Linked DNA regions of Anas platyrhynchos: region 1 is linked to region 2. The links are chromatin contacts, called in public Hi-C maps. All regions are on one chromosome and are shown on one strand. The core of a region is the stretch at or near the end of the contact, and the rest is flanking DNA. Distances in the headings are between cores, read along the strand shown. Region 1 overlaps KALRN (kalirin RhoGEF kinase). Region 2 overlaps KALRN (kalirin RhoGEF kinase).

Region 1 (6,847 bases), core at 3,738-6,237, 61 kb before region 2:
TGGCACCCAGCATGGATGGGCTTGGCTGCCGTTGAGAGGAGCCACAGGAGCTGCTGGCTGTGTCCCATGGGTCTGTGCATGGCAGGAGTCCTTTTCCCTGCATCAGGCTCCAGCTGAGGTGCTTCAATGGCTGTAGCTGCGGGGCATCCCTGCTTTTGAAGGCTACCACTCTGTGTTGTGGCACCCTATTGTCTTCTTGCAGATTAGCAGATCACTTGTTCCTCTTCTGAAAGCTAAACTATGGCACCTGCGTTGCCAACTGGCTTGACACCTGATAAGCTGCCTGCCCACTCCATCTCAGCATCCCTGTCCAGCCAGGGCAGCAGGACTCTGGTATTGCCTGTGGAGACCACCCCAGGGACATTGGAAGCTCTCAGGATTGCGTTTTTTCATGTTGTATCTGTGATAAGAGTCTCTTCCCAGAGTAAGGCTGTTCTGTACTATGCACACAGACATGGGAAAACAATCTGTACCTGGATAGGCTTTCTTACCAGTGTTGTCTGAGAACAGAGAGAGTATGTTAGACATGCTCTGGAGATGGAAAACTCAAGGCAGAGAGATGAAGGCATTTGCCAAAGCACTTGGGAATTCCTGGCCTGAGCTGAGAGTTGATGCGAAGCCAATGCTGTATCCACTGAGCTATTGCTTACTCAATTGCTTGGGCCATGAGGGTGCTAACACGATGTTCTTGCCTGCAGCGTGCTCCCAGTGCTGATCTCCCTTGGTCTCTGGGTAGTCTTGAATGTGCCTAAGTGTCATAACTGGAAAAAAATGATGGTGAAGCCCAACCTACGTATCTTGGCAATATCCCAGCTCACTAACCTCCTGATGGCACTTCCACCAACTCAGGGTGGGCCTGGACTTCATCGCACCTTTGCAGGGCTGAGAAGCAGGAACAAACACACTGGGTGTTGGCTGCCTGTTGGTCAGGATTACCTGCAATGCACCGCAGCTGGCATCGCCCTGTGCAAAACAAGATGTCAGGTCCCTGCAGGAGAGGTCTGCTCCGAAGCCTGGAAGCTGAATTTTGTGAGCCTCAGCTCCATCAGGTCTTCTGACTGCTGGGAGGACATCTGCTCAGAGGAGAGACATGTGGCCTGGTAGGATCTGTACAGGTGACTTCTGACCTCCTCAGCAATATTGAAACCCCAGCAGGTGTTATGACACCAAATTGTACGACAATTAGTTGTGTCATTGTCCAGGACCCCAGACATGGGTGTGGACGATATTCACTGATTCACAAGGACATACACCTTCTTCCCAGAAGGAGAACTGCCTGTCCCTGTGCAATTAGCTACAGACACGTGGAAAGGGACTCTCTGATCTTTCTTAAACATAGGTTACTCCTATCCTTCACGTGGCTACAACTGCTCCTCACATTCCTGTTCCTACACTCCACATGCCTGACAGGTGACTTTACACCTTCTGTTTTGTGTAACAATTGCACAAAATAGAAACTAGGAAAAAAACCCACAACCCAACAAAACAAAACACCACCATATTTCGTTTCCATTCTTGTCCGCTTTCATTACATATTGATAAACTACAAGAAAAGAAACAGCCACCAAGAGATACAATTTCTATTCCAAGTTACAAAGAATGGAAAGTTCTCCAGGGCTAGCCTGTCCCTATGCAGATAAAAATACAGTAATAGCATTTTAGCTCTTTGAAAAGTCACTCACAATTCCAGGTTTTTGCTCTCATTATATGTTCTTCACATTTCTTTCCTTCTTTCTATTTCCCCTTGAAACAAAACAAAGCCAAAGTGCTTCAGTAATCTGGACTCTACTGAACAGATCCGTGGTACTTTATAAATAGCAACCAAAGCTGGACCTGAAAGACTGCAGCAGCCGTGGGACTTCATGGATCTATCACAACCAGCTTACTGACTTCTCGCACAGGAAACAGGCTGGAGGTAAAATGCACCAACACTTCCAACTAATTAATATGGCTTCTTTGCATTTAGAGCCTGCTCTCTCTTCTAGCACTGGGAGCATGTTCTCACGTATGACGGGACGAGGGATGCCAGTGTGTTAGGGGTGACAGCCCTGTAGGAGAAGCTGGGTGACTCGCCCAGGGCTCTAAGTACAGAGGCCTCCTCCTTAATGACACGGGTAGGCTGCGTGGGCCTCTAAATGGTGGTGTTTGGGCCAGGACACAGCTCTCCTGCCAGCACTCCAACAGACTGTGAGATTGTCACACGCTGAGCCTATGAAACTGTCACAAGCTGAGCCAGGTGTCAGAGCCAGGTCTGCCCCCACCACGGGCATCCGGTGATGCTCCTGGCCTAGGAGCTCACCACCTCGCCATGCACCCCTGGAAGAGAGAAGGGGGAGCCTGGTGAGAGGCTGGTTTTCACTATGTGCATGGGACACAAAGCCAGACAAGTCAGCTTTTTTTTTTTTTCCTGCAAAATATGGTTAAGGACGTACACCAGCTGCCCCACTCCCTCTGTATCAGGTACAGCCCCCAGGGGAGACTGAAAACACACTGGCTGACGGAGGATTTGACAGTCCTGTTCTGATACTATGTGCAGGCACAAGCACAATCATGGGACACAAGAACCTGAAAAAGCAAGGGACTAATGTTTCCCCCATGGACTGGGTCAGGTTCAAAGTCTTCATGGTGAGCCTGCCACAGGAAAGGAGCTGGAGGTTGTGATAAATGATGTTGAAAGGGCTTGCCAATGTTGCTTTCCCCTCACTGACAAGCCTTAAAACTGAAACCATCACCAGAGGAGAGGAATGCAGACTAGAAAGAGCCTGGAGAGCCCACCAGCCCTGGGAGCTGCCAGAGATCCAGCTGCAGTTCCTCTGAGAAGAGATTTCGCAGCCCATGCTGAGACCTGTGCTGTGAGGTGTGCTAGCCAGCTGCTCTGCAGCTTAGACATCTCTGCATAGACCTCCTGATGCTCTGCCATCACTGTCTGACTTCCTCCACAGATCTCCTGCCCAATGGTCAGAATATCCTGCATCAGGCTCTAGGCGTGGAAAAAGCTTGCCTTGCTTCTGTTTTAATGGGAAAAGGCTTTAGCTCCTGGAGGCCTTAATCCAAGGCCAAATGTTAATACATTTCTCACAACACATTTGAAAAGGAGCATCACAACATTCATAATAAAGGGACAAGGAGAACAACTGTGTGGCCAGCAGCGAAAACCCCAGACACTGCAGACTGTGCTGCAACAATACCACTTCTAGGGCTGTTTCCCTCATGCATGTTTTGGAGCCTGCCCTTGGTCTGCTCCCTCTGGATGGCAATCCTCACCCAGCTCTGTACATCAGGCCTGTGTCTCAGCTGTTTTTCATTCCACAGAGCAATTTCCAATGATCTAAAGCTTACATAGATTTATGTGCAGTAACTGGGCACTGCCTTGTACCAAATACATATATTTCTATTTGTTACCTGTGATTGGCAAAATGCTTTTTGAAAATGCAAAGACACTCCTAAGAATAATGGAGCTTTAGTGGCAAATATCATTCAATCTCCAGCATGTCAGCTGGGTCAAAAGCTTTCCTTTAACACACGTCCTTTTCTCAAAGATGTATTTACTGATGCCAACACAATTACAACAGAAGAGAACCTGCAGGTTAGTAGCTGAGGTGGTACATCCCAATACACTTCTGCTGTTTTTTAACCCCAGGAGGAAGGTCAGCTTTCTTTTGTGTGACGTTTGTAGTGCAATCTGGCTAACAGCTTCCTGGAGGTGCAATATCCCTCTTCTCCAATGACCTGCTCTACTATCTCTGCAAAATCATGGAGGTCTTGCTGAACCTTTTCCTCGCCTGTTTCAGTAAGAAGCCTCAGCCGTGGTACAATGTACACAGGTGTTTAGTGTGGTCACCATACACAGAAAAATGGGCTCTGCAAGATATTAATTGAGAAGAGCCAGACATGCAGCTCTCATGATTTTAAGCTCTTTCTGACTCTCTCAGCAAGGCATGTCTTGGTCACTCCACTAAAATCGGTGGCTTCACACTGGAAATAAAGAGTCATGTAATGCATCACAGGTTGGGTCCACTTATCTACAGTCTTACCTATGATACAGGTACATAAAAGCAACTAATTTTACCAAGATCTTTCAGTACCTTTCAGAAATGCAATTTCCCATTTTTTAAGTGACAGCAACTTCTAGGGAAAAAAAAAAAACAAACACACTTTTATTTTCTGATCTAGATTTAAAGCACCAGCTTGGTGCAACAACGTTTGCTCCAGTAATTCACAACACAAGCCTGACTAGCAGCCCAGCATGTGTTGCCAGGACAGTGGGTGTTTTTAAAATAGAGAGCTGCTGCATTTACTGGTAGCTGACAGGCATGCACGATCATTTCATTGAGCGAGGTCCCAGGTGGGAAGCAGCGACTGAGGGCGGCTTTGTAAGCCTCCAGCTCAGCAAGAACTTGTTCCTCAGCTTCCTCCACTGCTGCTATCACAAAGGTAGCCTGAACTCCAGTTGACTGGTTGGCAAAAACAGAATTGGTGCTTTGTGTGACTCATGTTTAATTGGCACATATGTCCATGAGCGATGCAGACCCACCAGCTCCCCTTCCAGCACAGGCATTTCAAAACAGGCACATGTTCTTGGACAAAAATAATGACAAGGATGATTGTCTCTACCTCCATGCTAGTATTGGGGTCAAGGTCATCACACTCTGACTCCTCTGAGCTGTTTGTCTCCTTGTTTGGCAGCATGAAGAGGAAGAAAGAGAACAAGAGATTAGAGGAGAGATTGGTTAGACAGGGCAGAGCAGCAAGGAGTTGTGAGCAGCATGGGGATGAATAACAGGACAGAATATGTTCCAAAAAAAACCAAACAAAACAAAACCCAAACCCAAACCAAACCAACAACAAAACAAGAGAAGTAAAGGCGAAGACATGCTTTTGCCAGAGGAAAGGCAGTGATTCTGCAAGTCGTTCGGGCAGTACAACAGCAAGGAAGCAGGAGAAGGAAGCCCCGTGACCACCATGCTGCAGCAGCTGCTGCCCTTAGCTCTGGGTGCAAGGGGCAGCCGGGTGGCAGTGGCAGGGCTTCTCTTTGCACATGCCATCTGTTTCAAGAGGCATACATGAGGGAAAGCCTCCAGAAAGGAAAACACTTAATCATGGGCCCTCCTGGAGAGGGGTGGATCCATAGTACATGCTCAAGTGCTTTCCTGCATCAAGGCTGGGCTTTGGTTGTGAGTATTTGTTTGCTTGCCTCTGCTGGGAGGGATAGCCCCAGATTAGTCCTGAGCAGGCCTCATGGCTGGTTTATAGAGATGGATCCTCTCAATTGGAGCAGAGAAGTCAGGCACTCAATGCAGAAGATGGAGCTTAACCCCACCGTTCTCAACCTTTTCCACACTGGGAGATCTCAGAGAGAGAGAGACAGACACGGACACACACACACACACGGACACACACAAAACCCTCTCCTGGCAAGACCAAGTCAGCATCTCTTCCCTGTCTGGTGATATGGAAATAAAGAGGTCATTCAGACCATCTCCCCACAGTGAACTTCTTTAGCATCTCAAGGTAGAGAGCCCCTTATCATAATATGTGGGGAAATATTGGCCTGAGGAAAACTTGTCAACATTAAAAAGGCAGTCATTTCACCCGGCGGCTTTCTCACCGCTGCAGTTGCTCTGATGGAGCTGCAGATTGGGCTAGATCAGAGGAAAGTCACTCACTGTTTTCAGTTATTTACAGAACAGTTATTTAACCTCATACATAGTCTTTTAATGAAGATTACTTACTTGTGTATGGGATGCCAGGAAAAAGAAAATGAAAAACAAAGGCTGCATTTTATCTTGCATGCAAAAATCCTGCTAAAATGGATACTACAAAAAAAAAAAAAAAAAAAAAAAAAAAAGATAACTGAAGTGGAAAAAAAACAAAAACACAACCCAAAATTGCCGCCCCCTCCCTCTCTCAGGAGAGGATGCTGTAGGGGGTGAAAAGGATGGGAAGCAGGAGAGTGGCACACAGCTTTCCGTTGGCCTTACTCACTTTAACAGAGACTTTGTTCCCCAGAATATCCTTGGATTTACGTGGCCCATTGGCTTCATTTTTGCCACTGCTCTCCTTTTCCGCCCGCTTTCTCATGCGCAGGGTATGCCATGAACATGACTTCCTGTTGTACCAAAAAACGCAGCAATCAAATGGCAAATCATAGCAGGAAGGAAGGATTGGGAAAGGAGAACCAGCATCCACATTTGCGATTACTGCAATTCCCTAGAAGGTGGAAGCCACCGGCAATACGCCTATCTCTACTTGAGCAATGAGAGTTGAAGTTAAAAAACAAACCAAAGTGTTCTGCAAAGCAGATGTTGTGCCACACTTGCTGTTTAAATGCATGGAGCAGGAAAAAATATCCCATGATGGAAGCAGGCAACTAGAACTCGGTCAGCTGGTTTCAGGGACTTTGTCTTGCATTGCCACAAACAGAGACTTATTTTATTTTTGCTATAGTTAACAGGTCAATTCAGTCCTCAGTCTTGTTGGTTAAAAGCAACAAATGTAATAAATGAGAACCATCTTAATAGATTACTTTGTTGAGCAAATAAAAAGATTTAAGAAATTGAAGGTGTTGCTCCCTACATGTTACTCAGAACATGAATAGCTCAGAAAATGGGAGCTACATCACTAACTTTCCAAGAGATAAGTACTTTCCTAGAATGACAAGCTCTGCTCTGCTTCTCAAGACCAATAATTTCCCATTAGTGTAATATTTGATTTTGCCAATCGGGATAGAGAGGACATCAATCAGTCCATGCTTTTTGACTAGAATCACAGCAGGCATGATTTCCAGAATATTTTTCACCCCTCATTACTGTGCCTGTGACCTTACTCTTGGAAAAAAGAAAAAAAA
Region 2 (6,291 bases), core at 1,140-3,639:
TTTATGGGCAGAAAGACACATTTTTGAATATAAGGAAAGACTGTACACTGCAGAAGGTGTACAACTTTCAGGTGAAGGCTCTGTCCAAAGCAGTTGTCCCATGGAGCAGCAGCATGTCTGTGTAGCACACATGAGGCAGATTTATTTGAGCAGATGTGAAACACCCATGAAGATTCCTGTAGTGAAAAGCCTGAACTGCACTTCCCTGCCATCCATGCACAAACTTTTTTTTTTTTTTTTTACTAAGCTTTTTCACAGGTTAGAAAGGCCTTTCTTTGCAGCAAGAGCACCTTGATTCCTTCATACCGCATGAAACTTGTTTTTTGCAGTCTGGGGAAGTAAAAACGTACTTATTTCACTGAGTCCTGCAGAGTTAATGAATTCCTCAGTGCTTTTCTGAAGAATGACATTTGGCTCTTAAGGCTGCATTCTGTTCTCTGATACCTAAATGTAATTCCCATAGATTTCCAAGGAAACTGGGTATATGTTCCTTGGCAAAATGCAACCATTAGCTTAAAAATCTGAAGATATGTGAAATCTGCAGAAAAAAATAACGAGCTGGGCACAGTCTGCAAGGAATAAAACTGAAATGTATGAGGACCTAAGAACACTTCTAAAAAATGATCTATGGGAAAGAAAAAGCTTGAGCTAAAAGATTTCAGCGGTCCTCCCTACTCTAGAAAATAGAACAATGCCCTTGAAATGGAAACACTGGGTACTACTATCTAACTTTTAATTTCTTTGGTTTACAAAAGCAAAGGGCAACAAAAACTTAATTTGGCATCGGGCAGTTAAATGTTATTGGTGAGAAACGTGGAACACTGGGTCCTCTTCATTAAAACAGGAGTCAACAGCATATATGAGTTGCAAATTGCATTGGTGAGGAGATGAAATCAGAGCTGCTTTGTTATGGGAAGTCTTGGATAGAGTATCACTGCTGCTTCTGTTTGACCGCACACCTTTAGAGAGACTGGAGGCCATCCCAACCCTCACTGCAATCTGCAAGCAATTATCCCTCTACTGTTTGAGACTGCATGGAATTTAATTTGTATTTTTTAAAATCCAGAAAGGAAAGGAAATGCTTATTTCACTCCATTACAATTCTGCAGAGTCAATAATTCTTCAGTGCTCTTATGAAGAATTTGTGATACATATGTAAAATAGAGCCTCTTAAGAAATGCTGAGGACAACCAGAGACAAGAATGGTTTAATCTCTTATAATAAAAGAGGGAACCATTCTTTAGGTGTTCTGAACTGCAAGAGACTTATTTAAACAGATTTAGGGAAAATATAGTCAAACATGGGCTCTGCCTTGAAGAAACGATAAATGCAGTTCTGGAGTTAAAGCAAGGCAGTATTTGTGAGAAGAAGTAATGCCTTTTATTGGGCCAGTTAATATGAATGGGAAACAAAACAAAAAACACTGGCACTTATGTAAATAACATCCTGCCCTAAGACTTCTAGATCATCACAGCAACAACAACATTAACTATACTTTCTTGAATTTGGGATTAATCTGAACTAAGTGAAGCTGACATGGGTTCAGGCTCTTCTTGCAAAATGTGTAACCTGGGAATAACTGCTCTGTCAAAATGCTTGCGTAAATGACAGGAAAATCAGGCTTCTTGTGTCAGGATCAATATATCAAATCCGTGCAGTGTGCTGAAGCACATATACAGAAACATAATTTCAATTACTTAAAATACATTATTTAATACACATGTGCTTTGCATTTCAGTTTGCCTAGCTCTAGTTCAGACTGGTCAGGGAAATGGGATTTTTAGCCTAGCTAGTTCACTTCAAAACACACTCATAAAATATTTGTTTAAGATTAGCAACGGAAGGACCAGCCCAGCAGTGTACAGACCTTGCAGGGTGTAAATACTGCATTTAGGATTAATCCCTTTAACTGTCTGGAAGCTGGGAAGCCTTAAATGAGATTTGCCCTCATCGTTAATATCTGCATTACTACAAATCTCACAGGTACGATCTATAGGCTCAGCCCTTGTGTTGATGCTATAGAAAGTATATCCACAGTCTGACTTTGAGTTAGTACAAACACAGAACCAGCAGTCTTTATTTTTCCTTCATGCTTAAACAGTTCAGGGCAAGCAACCAGGGAGGAAGTTGCAGCGCATTCAGCAAGGCAGAAGAGGGACATAATAATGAATGGTGGCTCGCTGGGGCTGGTTACGCAGCAAAAAGCCTAGGCAAACAACCCAGATCCCACTCTTCTCCCCACAGTCCCAGATGGATTACGGTCCAATGTCCATCTGCGAATCTGCTAAATTTAGTCTGGCCTCAGAGGAAACACAAGACACAAGCCGTCCACATGCTCCCGCCGCTCTTTCAGCGAAGGCGGCCGGTGACCTTCCTGTTAGCTCAACGGGCCAAGCGCTGCACAGCAACTCCCCCCTTCCCACCACGCTACACGTATCTCAAGACACACGACTAAATAGAGAGGAAATAGATTTTACTCAAAGAGCTATTTTTATACCTCCAGGCTGCTTGTTTTTCACTAGTGGGGCAGAGGCGTGGAGATATTATGGCTGTTGGCTTCAGGTCAGAGCCAGCACAAAAACTCATGCTGCAAACTCTGCTCTGCCTGCTTGCTCTGGTGTCTACAATACACTCAGCTCAAAGGAGAAGAAGAAAGTCCCTAGGCAGTTATTAAAAAGAAACTGGCCCCAAATTCAGACCATTCTCAATAGGTGCCTCCTCTCCTGGATAACTGCATGGGGAGTCCTGGAAAATACCTGGTTTCCCCAGCACCACAGCAGGAGCCTGGCTCCTTCCTCAGTAGAGCAACTGCTGCTCAGACTCGATCACTGCTTTTCACGGAGTCCCTTCAAAGGCCCCTCTGTCTGCTCTGACCCTGTTACAGGAAAGGAAGTTCAGAGCTCAGCTGTTTTATGAAAGGACACATGCTGGGATGAGCACCAGGAGAACTGGGGACTGGGCAGGACAGGCCATTCCTGGCTCAGACTCCTTTTGATGGGAGATGCCTCTGGTCTTCCCCAGGCAATATGAGACGCTGCACAGCCCAGATTTCTCCAGAAAGCAGTCTCACTTAATGAAATAGAAGTATAGTGTTTACTTAGTAGTTCTATCTTACTGACCTTGTCCTTTGTGATGTCCCAACAATTAGGAAATCAATACGTTAGTAATACAAATTAAATATTTCTTTTGCAGCATGCCTTTGAAGACAAGGTGGGAAAACAGAACCAGAGCAGTCTTCCTTGTCTAGGTGTACACAGCTGAACTACTCCCAGTCTGTCACAGATGGCTCACAAGGCCAGGAGAAGGCTGTGGCCACCCCCCAAAACCCACCAAAGCAGCTAGGTTCTCCCCTTCATCTGTGAGCATGCAGCCAAGGAAGGAGGTTCCTGCTTCTCTGCAGAAAATGGATAGAGACACGGGTGCTCTGGGGCTTCTCAACACCTGCAGTGAGGAGCACAATCATATCCCATTGCATAGAGCCCTAAATATGTGAGTTGGTTTAACTTGCCCCTGGAAAGCAAGGGGTGGCCCTCTGGGAAATTTGGCAGGAGAGCATGGAGAATTTCTGACCCTGGTCTTCCACACAGGCTGCAGGAGAAAAACATGTGCTGAGCTTGAGGGGGACTCACAAGAGCTGCTTTCCCTCTCCCGAGCTCCAGCTCTCGATGGGGAGACCCAGCCTGCCCAGACCACTGCACGCTGGGCTCCACCACCCAAGCCTGGACCTGCCAAGCCACACTCTGCATGCAACAGAAGTGCTGCAATAAGTAACTGTACCCTTTTCTAAAACCTGCCTCTCCAACAAGCCCACAAGCATATCTACAGGAAACAAATGACTCTTTATCTTGAGAGAAGATTTTTCGTTTTGGAAACAGCCAACTCATGTGCACCACTGGGCGCAGTGCTGACAGGCGCTGCGTGGCAGCGATACACCATGGTCCTCGTTTCCTTCTGCAAAGACCAGCACTTAACCCTCCAAAGTGCGAATGCTTCTGTCCTCCTACAGGTCCACGCAGTTTGGAAACATCCCGCACTACATTTTTGCTGATGCTTTCCCATTTGACCACTAGTAGCGTTTCTCTGCCAGTTTTTGTTGGGTTTTAGTTGGCTGACTAATGCGATGCTAAAAGCAGAAAGATTTATTATCTCAATCGGCAGAAATTCTATATTCCATATTCAGCCACAGCCTAAGATGCTGGTGCCAGTATGTTAATGAAGAGGTATGAGCAATCGATATTATACCTGCTACCAGGAAAGCCTGTTCCCTGACAGCCTCCCAGCCAAATTAAGCAAAAATCCCAAAGGCGCAGTAAACGACGCATTAGAAAACCGAGCATGAGTTGCACAATAATAAAGCTGTCAGAGACTGTAATGCCAGAATAAACCTTCAGCTCAGGTGCCTGACCTTTGTGCAATATCAGCTACTGGATTTTGTCCAGTTTTATGTTGTACCCTCCAAGCTGCTCCTGGTACATGAACCATGAGGGTGACCTGTCAAAGGGTCCCACATTAATACAGAGAATCAGGCCCAACACATGCTATGTCCAAGCGTCTAATCCTTCTGATCGGATTATTTGTGATCACAGCAGGTGTGGATTACAGCTCGGTGTGTACCACGGCTGAATTTCCACCCAGACCAGGTGCTGAATCCTCTGGCATCCTTGATGAGCACAGCTGACTGCAGCATTTTAAATCCCAGTCCCCCTTCCCCCTTTTTCTTCTTTCCCAGTGAAAAAAAAAATAAAAATCAGCATGGCCACTGTACAGTGAAACTTGGGGTTAAGCTGACAGGGGATTAGGTGGATGAAGTTTTACCCCCTGTCAGAAGGGGAAGCAAAGGCAAAGTAAACAAGAAAATTTGCAGGCCTTCTCTCTTTTAAACAAAGACTCCTGTGTTTAAAATAATAAAAATCCACTGAACAAAAGCAAAGCAACTTCCCCCAAAATAGCCTTTCCTGTTTTATCAAAGCATTCATCTAAATTGTACTTCTCCACAAAAATAAAGTTCCAGGTAGAGCACTGGAGGCCTTGGGCTTTGATTAGATAACAGAACAGCTGAAGCAATAAGTATAATTGACTTCAGTGGTACCTGATACGTCTTAAACAAACCCACGTGGCTGAATCTAGCTTTAAATATCTAGTGATGACATACTGAAAAAAAAAAAAGGAAGAAAGAAATAGAAACACCATGTCAGAGAAGTAGTGGCGTTCATGAGCTATCAGAACAGGACTCCAACAGCCTGCACACAATCGGCCCCATGCCTTGTATCTGCTGAGACTCACCGTGGAGGCCAAGTACTTGCAAGGCTTGGTCAGGCTGTGCCTATCTTATCTACTTGCTCTGGGGGTGCTTGGACCGACACAGCCTCTAGGGCTTGGCTGCACAAGGATTTATCAGTATAGTTATGTCTTCTGGATGTACTAATGTATCTGCCATTAGTGGCAGAGCTTCAGCTGTAGTGATAGGAATATTCCTATTCAGCTTTAGCTCATCTTGGTCCACCTCTTAAAAAGAACAAAAATCACATCTCATCACCCATATTGCCACTTGTTGCTAAATATTTGTTCATTTTTGATTATTTTGGTGATGATGCAGTCCAGGAGAAGGTGTAAGCATTGACAACACCAAGAGTGGACACTTTATGATTATCTGAGTTCTCCCACAGGTTACTATGAGGTAGGAGAAAGTACAGGATCCAAGACCAAAAGGTAACAGCTGATAAGGGAGTGAGGCATCATCAATCATTCCAGCACCCAAGCAGGTGTTGCCTTCTAAGGGAGAAAGAAGTGATGTGGGGAGAAGCTGTGAAGGTCCATGAAAGTGAAGCCAAAAACCACCAACCATTTCAAGAGCAAGAGGAAGAAGACACAGCAGTGAAAAACCAAAGGAAAGGATGACCTGACTGAAATAGCAAAGCAGTTTTGAGTTCTCTAGTCTTTCTATTCCCATTCCTTAGCATTATTCATTTTTTCCCCTGGTATATTGAGGTGGAACACTGGTCCCAAGCTGGGCCCGGAAGCCCTTGGTGTCAGCCTACAGAGAACTGCCATGTTACAAAATGCTTGTTAGCCGACTTGTTTCCAGCTGCTCTATCATAATTGAAACAGAGTGAAAATGCAGTAAAAGCTTTCCTGATGGGATTTTTCAACATATGTCATGTCCTGAACTTGTAACAAGGATGCCACGAGGCACTAAGCATTAGTAGGAGGGGTTTGTGTGACCTCTTTTGAAATGCTGTACAATGAAATTCTGACTTTGAACACCCCTGTTGGACCGGTATTAGGAACAGA

What was found. A called contact is a pair of places that touch in the nucleus more often than the background predicts.
Region 1: a Hi-C map of liver shows a contact between it and region 2, with 2.2 times the contacts expected there. The contact joins two enhancer-like sites. A contact is called at or near these places in 4 of 8 Hi-C or Micro-C datasets (F1 follicle, liver, small yellow follicle and 1 more).

The regions. Positions count from the first base shown.
Region 1 is chr7:16,408,876-16,415,722 of IASCAAS_PekinDuck_T2T, reverse strand. KALRN (kalirin RhoGEF kinase) reads right to left here. Exons shown (of 64, transcript XM_072040795.1): 54 at 5,986-6,109; 55 at 4,615-4,674. Among named protein-coding and RNA genes, the nearest start is that of UMPS, 22 kb to the left of the region's middle. Within about 2 kb of position 4,987, at least 1 of the 8 cell types and tissues checked has an H3K27ac peak or open chromatin away from gene starts, as enhancers often do.
Region 2 is chr7:16,345,454-16,351,744 of IASCAAS_PekinDuck_T2T, reverse strand. All of the region lies in intron 38 of KALRN (kalirin RhoGEF kinase), which reads right to left. Among named protein-coding and RNA genes, the nearest start is that of UMPS, 85 kb to the left of the region's middle. Within about 2 kb of position 2,389, at least 2 of the 8 cell types and tissues checked have an H3K27ac peak or open chromatin away from gene starts, as enhancers often do.